Regions from separate parts of the Anas platyrhynchos genome. Here region 2 is linked to region 1. The links are chromatin contacts, called in public Hi-C maps. All regions are on one chromosome and are shown on one strand. Each heading gives the region's core, a stretch centred on a gene start, on an enhancer-like site or on the middle of the called end of the contact. The rest is flanking DNA. Distances are from core to core; before and after follow the strand shown.

Region 1 (4,269 bases), core at 968-3,467:
GCCTGCTTGCAAGGCAGGAAGAGTTTGTTGCATTTTTCTTCTAATTGTCTGAAAAGCTGCTGCTGCTGCTAACCTCGCTGGCTGGCCCTTTGTCTTACCTGTGAGAGCTGTGTGGGCCTTTCCCCCGCTCTCACCACCTCCCTACCACCTGCACCCAAGCAGCACCAATAACCCCGAACCTTCAGCTGCCCCAGACATCTCAGGTTGGCCTAAGTATCAGTTCTCACTCAGTTACTTCTGCACCGAGCCCAAAAGATGGGGTTTGGCCAAAGCATGCTGAAGAAAAGAATGGAGGTGAGGGCAGTGGCTGGAGGGTACAGGTCCCATGGCTCATGGTGCAAAGAACACGCGTTTGTGAACAGATCTGGCTTCCCTTTCCTCTTCTGTGTTAAGAAGCCTTTAGTCTTTTGTCATTTCATGTTGTGGTAGCTTATGTTCTGGAGTTGTAATGCTTTTCAGACTCCTAACAAGCTAAACGGATTGTGCTTGTTCAGCCTCTTACTGCAGGCTGCTTGCTGGAGGCTGCAAATCCAGTTTTGTGGCTCTTCTCTGCTTTTTGTTGTTTCATGATCCCTTTAAAAGCTTGAGGGGGAGGCCTGGCTCCTCCATCCCCTGAGGGCAGGACATGGTGGGACAGATGGAGGTCACCTTCCAAGCCAGCCAGCACCTGTACCCTGTGGCTCTGGGCCCGCTGGAGCCATCTATCTTCCTGCTCTCTTCTCTCCTTGGAGACAGAGCCTGGAGAAGGCTGTAGCTAATTCATTTAAAAGCTCCAGATTACTCACTGTATTGTTCTTCATTTGCATGTTGTTGCTTAAATTAGTGCACGCCTGCGTGGAACAGAAGAGTTTCATTAGCACAGAGGATGGTGTTGCCTGAGCCGGTGTCCAGAGAACAGATTCTTCCACAACAACATCTTGTTAATCAGCTAATTAATCATGTAATGCAATAGAAACCCTGGGAGAGGAGACGTCATCCTGCCCGGGGGGGGCTGGCTGGGACTCAAGCCCCCTCCCCAGCAGCAGCTGCCCCTGGCAGGGAGCAGAGCTGCATCCCAGGGGAGCCCTAGGGCAGCCCTGCTGTGGGGCAGGGTGAGGGGTGCCACGTCCCCCTGTGAGGGACAAATGTGCCCTGGGGGCTGTCCCCTCCTGCATCCTGCAGGGCTGGACCCTCGCACACTGAGCACACCGCAGTGCCCTTGGGGCTCCTTGCTGGCACACCTGGGCCTCCGCAGTGTGAAGATTTGGCACACAGTGAGGTGCAGGGACGGGAGAAACCCTCCTGGGGGCGGTAGCATGAGAGGAACTTGGTGTTTGTGCCGAAATGAGTGGCAGCGAGATAATTAAGTGCGGAGGTTTAAGATGCCAGGGGACCACTCCAGCTGAAATCTAGTCAATTAAAAAAAACCTGTCAGATTAATTTCCAGTCCCCTCAGCGTTCTGATCTACCCTTTCACTTACTGTTCCTAAAAAGTGTTTTTTTCATAACCAAAAGCTGCTGTATGCTGCGTGCAAACCTGTGTGTACCGAGTGTGCAGGGGAACGGGGACTGTGGCTAGGGGCAAGGCAGGTGCTTCATGCAGAATGGAAAAGAGGAAGAAAAGTGCTTGTCTGTTGTTTCTCATCCTTGTATTTCTCCTTAATGGTGAACAAAGGTTATAAAAGGTTAGTGCAGAGACAGTAGCTGAGGTTTTTGGGGGTAGGCATTGGGGTTTATGGGTGCTTCTGCAGCACCGTGTTGTCTCTGCAGGCCGGGGCAGGTCCTGCTGCACAATTTGCTTATAAACCACGTTTTAAAGCTCCCTTAGGAGGGCAGCCGTGTACATTTTTATACTGAATGCTAAAATTTGGGCTGCCTGGTGTGTGGGTACTGAGTGCTACCACCACAGCTCTGCGCACAGCCCCAGGCTGGCAGGTGGCGGCCCTGCAGGCAGCAAGCAGCCTCCTGGCCCCTGCCTGGCGCCGTGCGGGCTCCCCCCGCACCCCCAGCCCCAGGGGATGCTCAGCCCCAGGCAAAATGGCCCTCACCCTCCTCGCCCCTCCACCTCCCTCTCGCCTACAACTCCCAGCGTGCCCCGCGCGCGGGGGGGCGGTATCCGTTGCGCCGCCGCGCGCATTCGTTGGCCCAGTGCTCGTTCGAACCGACCAACGGCGGCGGGGCGCCTTTGTCTGCAACCAATGGCAGGGCGGGATCCAGGAAGGGGGCGGGCCCGCGGGTGGCACGGCGGGCCAATGGGGAGGCGGGGCGGCAGGTATGAGCTGAAATGGCGGCGGGAGCGCCGGCAGCCGGCGGGAGGGGCGGCCGCAGGTAGGGGCTGAGGGGGAGGCTGAGGGGGAGGCTGAGGGGGAGGCTGAGGGGGAGGCTGAGGGGGAGGCTGAGGGGGAGGCTGAGGGGGGAGGTGGCTGAGGGGAGGCTGAGGGGGGAGGTGGCTGAGGGGGGAGGTTTCCAGCCCCTGGGCAGCGTCCCCGAGCAGCTGGAGCACGGCTCACGTCGTAAACAGGCCCTGAGAGGGGACAATTGCCCTCTGTGTCCTGCTGCAGACAGGGATGTGCTCGCTGGAGGCCTGGCTTCATGGCCAAACGTCGAGGCGTTTGTATGTGTGTATGTTCGCGTGTGACACCCCCTCCTGTTCCCATGCAGGGCCTGGGATGGGCTCGCACAACGGGATCCTTGTTCTGCTGTGCTTCAGTCGGTTGTGTGTTTGTCTGAAGGGGGAGAGCGGCGTGCACACATCTCCCAGAGCAGCGTCTGGGTCTCCTCGCCAGCCCACTCATCGCCTGGGCGCTGTGTGCACATTCGCATGCACATGGAAATGCCCCTGGGCTTCACCAGCGCTGCTGAAAGGTGCCTGGGTGCGGCCGGGATGCTGGAAGCTGAATCCCTTGTCCCAAAGGGCAGCCATGTGCTGCTTTCACCAGAGGCACAGGCAGACGGGAAGGAGACGGCAGGGTGGGAGCGATGGCTCGTGCTCAGTGATCGCACCAAAGTCATGTTCCTCTTGGGAACGTGGTGTAGAGCCTGGGCAGCGCTGAGGCCATGGGCACACATACGTCTGCTGGGTCCCAGCCTCTCCTTGTACTTCTCAGGTCCAGCCTCGCTCCCTGGCTCTTGGCCTTTCTCACCCCTGCGCTAGGTAATCACATAAAGCTATCTAGAGTTCCCTCGTATTTTTTTTTGTTGTTGTTCAGAAACCGCAGATAGCGGGGAATGCGATAAGCTGCTTAAATAATTGCCTGCCAGCTGGCTAACAAAAACTTCTAATATGTTTGCTTTTGGCCTGTAAACCTCTAATAATTTGGAGTCCGCCCAGAAACATCCTTTCTTCTTGAGCGGTAGTGTGGCAGCGCTGATTTTGCAGAGGCCGCGCGTTCTCAGGGGAGCCAGCATTGGTTTCCCGTTTTGTTTTAGCTGGAGTTCAGACAGGATGCTGGAACGCCTTGGGGCTTCCACAAGGGCACTCTGCAGCCCTGCGAGCTGTGGAGGAGCGGGCTGCATCCAGCTTTTGACATCCTAGCCTGCCCCAAATCCCCCCTGGCAGGCTCCTGCTCTGCTGGGCTGGGGGAGTTGGTTTATTGGCGCAGCTCCTGCCTCTCTGTGCGCCTCGTAGCCCCGGCCAGATGTCAGCGGCTTGCTGGAGGGCTGGCACGTAGCCAGGTGAGCCTCGTCGCCGCTCCAGCTTGTGGGATTTTACACATCTGGAACCTGGGACACGGCCCCTGCCCCACTCCGTGGGGTCTGCAGGGGCTTTCTGGTGAGAAGGGCTTTGACATCCTGCGCTGGCTGTGGGAGGCAGCAGCCCTGGCAGATCCCTGCCGTGGTGCCAAGTGGTCTGCTGAAAAACTCAGGTCTGCGGTGCGGTGTTCCCAAAGCAAATGGTGTGTCAGGAAAGGGAAACAACAAAAGAGATGCATTGTGTCACGGTTATAGCTATGCAGAGAAAACTGCACCAGCTTCTGCTGGTACAAACCCTTCCCACCTGAGGTGGGAGCTGGCAGTGGTCACGGGTGTTTTAAAGTGTATCAAAGGACTTAAAATTTAAATGCTGGAGGCTTTAAAGGAACAATCAAGCTAATTTCAGCTCATCCAAGGGGCAGCACCTGCAGCACGTGTGGGTACGTACCATGGCAGGCGGACCTGGCTGGTGTTCACCCTCTGATGACAGCCCCTGCTGCCTGTGCCAGGCTGTCCCCAAGCCCCAGGACCCGGTGACCTTCTCCAAGGCGGGCAGGATGCTTCTGGGTGGTGGGAAGGGGCTGCAGGGGGCTCTCA
Region 2 (4,269 bases), core at 1,231-3,730, 170 kb after region 1:
AGGATGGCTTCTGCGTCCAGCGACGCCAGGTTCAGGTCATCCTCGTCGAAGGAGAAGCACTGTGGGGGCGAGGGCAGCCAGCTCAGCGCCATGGGGACCTCCTAATCCTAAAACCCTTTGGGGTACCCCAGGGGGCACCACACCTCCCACTGATGCCCGGAGCTCTCGGGGAGTTTTGGGGCTGGTGAAGGGGAACCGGGCAAAGCGACTCCCAGCTCCACGCTCCTCTCGTACCCAAGAGGCAGCCTGGCCCCACACCCCACAGCTCTCCAGCTCCAGCGCTTCGGCTAAGCCCCAAACATCACAAAACTCACACGAATGTGCAGGGCTCAGCAGCAGGGCTCAGCAGCCGCCAGCGCCAGAGCCAAAATCCATCCCCCAGCGCCCCGTTCCCCCCCGGCCCCCTGCCCTGGGCGTCCCACCGAGGCCGGCTCCTGCCCTGGGCCAGGTGCAGCGCACGGGACAGGACTGGAATTCCCGTTTGCAGACGGGTTTGGGGCAGAGATAACAGGGACGGGCGTGATAAGGGCACCAAGGACGGAGCCCTGGGAGCGCCGGGGGGGAGCCGCCAGCCAGCCGGCCTCCCCCAAAACACACCGGGGGGCGAACCCAGGCCGGGAGAACCCATCCCCACGGCAGCACGGCCCCGTCCCGGCATCTCCCGGCCCTCCCCGACTCCTTTGACTCAGCACCTGGCGAGGAGGCCCCGCAGCTCTGAGTCACCGGCGGCCGCGTTCCCCCCGGGACTGCCTTTGATCCTCCTGGGGCCGGGCACCTCCTCCTGCCCCGGCCGCCAGCACCGCGTCGGGGCGGGGGCACGAAGCCGCCCGGGCTGCTCCCCTCCCCAAAAACAGCCCCAAACAGCCCCCAACGCCTCCTCTGCCCCCGTTTGGTGTTTAGGGTCAGGCACCACGGCACCCCGGGTGGACGCGGGGCATCACCAGCGGGGCATCAAGAAGACACCCACAACCCCAAAAGGATATTTGGGTACGCCAACGGGGTGTTTAACCCGCTGCCCTGCTACCCGAGCACCCAAATCAAGGGCTCCACGTGCACGCGTCCATCCCAGCTCCTTGTGGGGTGAGCGGGGACCCCACAGAGCCACGCAAAGCCCGGGGGCTGTCAGCGAGGACACGCGAGCTGCCAAGGCGGGGAGAGCCGCGCGGGGTGGCCCCGGCAGCGGGGAGGATGCTCGGAGGATTCCTCGGCTGCCTGGGGGAAGCGTCACGCAGCGCCGCGCCGCTCGGCCCCAAAATCCCGCCGCTCGGCCCCAAAAAACCTGCCGCACGCCTCGCCCAGGGAGCGCGGCCAAAAGGGTGTGGGGTGGTGACAGGAGGGTGGCTTCCCCCAGAAAGCTGATATGCTAAAGTGGTGGTAGCCTGTAAGCTGGACCCTAAAATCCTGACAGCCCATAAGGTGGTCCCTAAAATCCTGATACCCTAAAGTGCTGGTATTGCATACGGGGGTCCCAAAATCCTGATATCCTAAAATGCTGTCAACCCCATAAGCTGGTCCCAAGATCCTGATATCCTAAAGTGCTGTTAACCCCATAACGTGGTCCCCGAATCCTGATATCCTAAAACCCTGGTAGCCCATAAGCTGGTCCCAGAGTCCTGATATCCTAAAGTGCTGGTAGCCCGTAAGCTGGTCCCTAAAAAGTTGATATCCTAAAATGCTGGTAACCCCATAAGCTGGTCCCAAAACCCTGATATCCTAAAACGCTGGTAACCCACAACCTGGCCCCAAAAACCCTGATATCCTAAAGTGCTGGTATTGCATACGGGGGTCCCAAAATCCTGATATCCTAAAATGCTGGTAACCCCATAAGCAGGTCCCAAAATCCTGATATCCTAAAACACTGGTAACCCACAACCTGGCCCCAAAAACCCTGATATCCTAAAGTGCTGGTAACCCATAAGCTGGTCCCAAAAATCCTGGTATCCTAAAACACCGGTATCCCACAATCCGGTCCCCAAACCCTGATATCCTAAAGTGCTGATAGCTCACGAGGGGCTCCCAAAACCCCCCAAATCCCGGTAACCCACACCCCGGCCCCAAAACCCCTCCGTACCCCAAACCCTGCTGTGCCACAACCCGACCCCAAAACCCCCGATCCCCTGACACCCCGGCACCCCGCACCCCCCAGCCCAGCGCCCCCCGGTGCAGGACACCCCCGTTCCCCCCCGTTTCCCCCCGTTCCCCCCGCTCCACGTGGAGCCGCCGCCGCCCCGGCGGGAGCCGCCCCGGCCCTCCACGTGTCACGGGCGCTCCCCGGCCGCCTCCTACCTGCAGGGGGCTGCCGGCGCGGAACGGGGCCGGCCGGGGGGCGCCGCCGGGACACGGCCCCCGGGACCCGGCCCCAGCCGGGCCCCCGGGCCCGATCCCGGCCCCGATCCCGGTCCCGGCCCCGGCCCCGGCGGGCCCCGCTCCGCCCCGCCGCGCCGCCATCTTGGCGCCTCCGCTCCCAACGCGGCCACTGCCGGGCGCGCCACGTGATCGCCGCCGGCCGCGGACTACAACTCCCAGCGGGCACCGCGCGGGGAGCACCCCCCCCAACCTCCCGGCCCCGCGCGGGGCGTGCTGGGAGAGCACCCCTTCGCTGCCGGCGCGGAGGGAAACAGAGGGGGGAGATGGGACGAGGAGGCACGGACAGAGAGGGGGGCGGCCATCTTGGGAGAGGGCGGGAGCTGAGGCTTCGCCGCCATGTTGGCAGCGGGCAAAAGGCAGGAGGGGGGGTGGTGGGCGGGGCCGGGTGGCGTCAGTGGCGGGAAGCGCCCTGGTGGGCGGGGCCGGCGCGCGTTTTCCCGCGGTGCCGGGTGCGCGGCAACACGTGGGCAGGGGGCGGGAGTGCACGGAGCCGCCGGGACCGGGACCGGGACCGGGACCGGGACCGGGACCGGGACCGGGACCGGGACCGGGACCGGGACCGGGACCGGGACCGGGACCGGGACCGGGACCGGGACCGGGACCGGGACCGGGACCGGGACCGGGACCGGGACCGGGACCGGGACCGGGACCGGGACCGGGACCGGGACCGGGACCGGGACCGGGACCGGGACCGGGACCGGGACCGGGACCGGGACCGGGACCGGGACCGGGACCGGGACCGGGACCGGGACCGGGACCGGGACCGGGGGCTGCCCTCTTGTTCTGCCCCCATTGCTGCCCGGGCACGGTGTGACCCGGGCTGTGATGGGTTGTCCCTGCCTAGTGGCCCTGCTGTCCCTGCAGAGGGCTGTGTAGGGCAGCGGGTTCCAGCTCCCCATACACCCCACCAGCCTCCTTCCTTCCTGCCCGCTGCTCTGCGGCTGCCTGACCCCGGCCCTCCCACCCTGCTGTGTCCTCAGGGGACCCGCTGCCCCCACATGGCCCTACTGAGGGCCTGGGGCTGCGTTGGGGAATGGCACCCACCCCATAGTTGTATGGGGTGTGGGTCTGGGCTGTAGGGCTGTGTTTGGGGTTGCCTGTATTGGGGTACCAGTCTAGTTTGTTGGGCTGTGTTTGGGGTGGGTTGTGTTGGGGTATGTGTTTTGGGTGTTGGGTTGTGTTTGGGGCTGGCTGAGTTAGGGTATGGGTCTTGGGTGTTGGGTTGTGTTTGGGACTGGCTGCATTGGGGTATGGGTCTTATTTATTGGGTTGTGTTTGGGGCCGGCTAAATTAGGGTATGGGTCTTGGGTGTAGGGTTGTGTGTGGGACCAGGTGAATTGGGGTCTGGGTCTGGGCTGTTGGGCTGTGTTTGGGGCTGGCTGCGTTGGGGTCTGGGTCTTGGGTGTTGGGTTGTGCTTGGGACCGGTGTCTCTGGGGTCTGGGTCTTGGCTGCTGGGTTGTGTTTGGGACTGGTGGTGTTGTATGGTTCCTTGTTTTTGGGATTGTTTTGGGGTCTGGCTGCATCAGGGGCTGGGCTGTTTGGGGCTGGCTATACTGGGGTACAAGTCTCGTTTTTTGGGTTGCTTTGGGGTCTGGCTGCATTGGGGTCTGGGTCTTGGTTGTTGGGATGTGTTTGGGACCAGGTGTGTTGGAGTAGAGGTCTTGGCTGTTGGGCTGTGTTTGGGACTGTTGGTATTGTATGGGCCTTGTTTTTTGGGGTTGTTTTTGGGGACTGGCTGTGTTGGGGTCTGGGTCTGGGCCGTAGGGCTGTGTTTGGGGCTGGCTGTGTTGGGGTACAGGCCTTGGGTGTTGGGTTGTGTGTGGGACCAGATGCTTTGGGGTCTGGGTCTCAGCTGTAGGGCTGTGTTTGGGACTGGCTATACTGGGGTACGAGTTGTGGTT

What was found. Hi-C and Micro-C count contacts between places; a contact is called where the count stands out from the background.
Region 2: a contact with region 1 is called in a Hi-C map of skeletal muscle, with 2.6 times the contacts expected there. The contact joins the promoter of PPRC1 here to the promoter of ARHGAP19 in region 1. A contact is called at or near these places in 2 of 8 Hi-C or Micro-C datasets (skeletal muscle and subcutaneous adipose tissue).

What each region holds. Positions count from the first base shown.
Region 1 is chr6:26,897,650-26,901,918 of IASCAAS_PekinDuck_T2T, forward strand. It overlaps ARHGAP19 (Rho GTPase activating protein 19), which reads left to right and starts at 2,218. Exons shown (of 12, transcript XM_038181002.2): 1 at 2,218-2,307. The coding sequence starts at 2,264.
Region 2 is chr6:27,071,852-27,076,120 of IASCAAS_PekinDuck_T2T, forward strand. It overlaps PPRC1 (PPARG related coactivator 1), which reads right to left and starts at 2,481. Exons shown (of 14, transcript XM_038181448.2): 1 at 2,287-2,481; 2 at 1-59. The coding sequence starts at 2,448.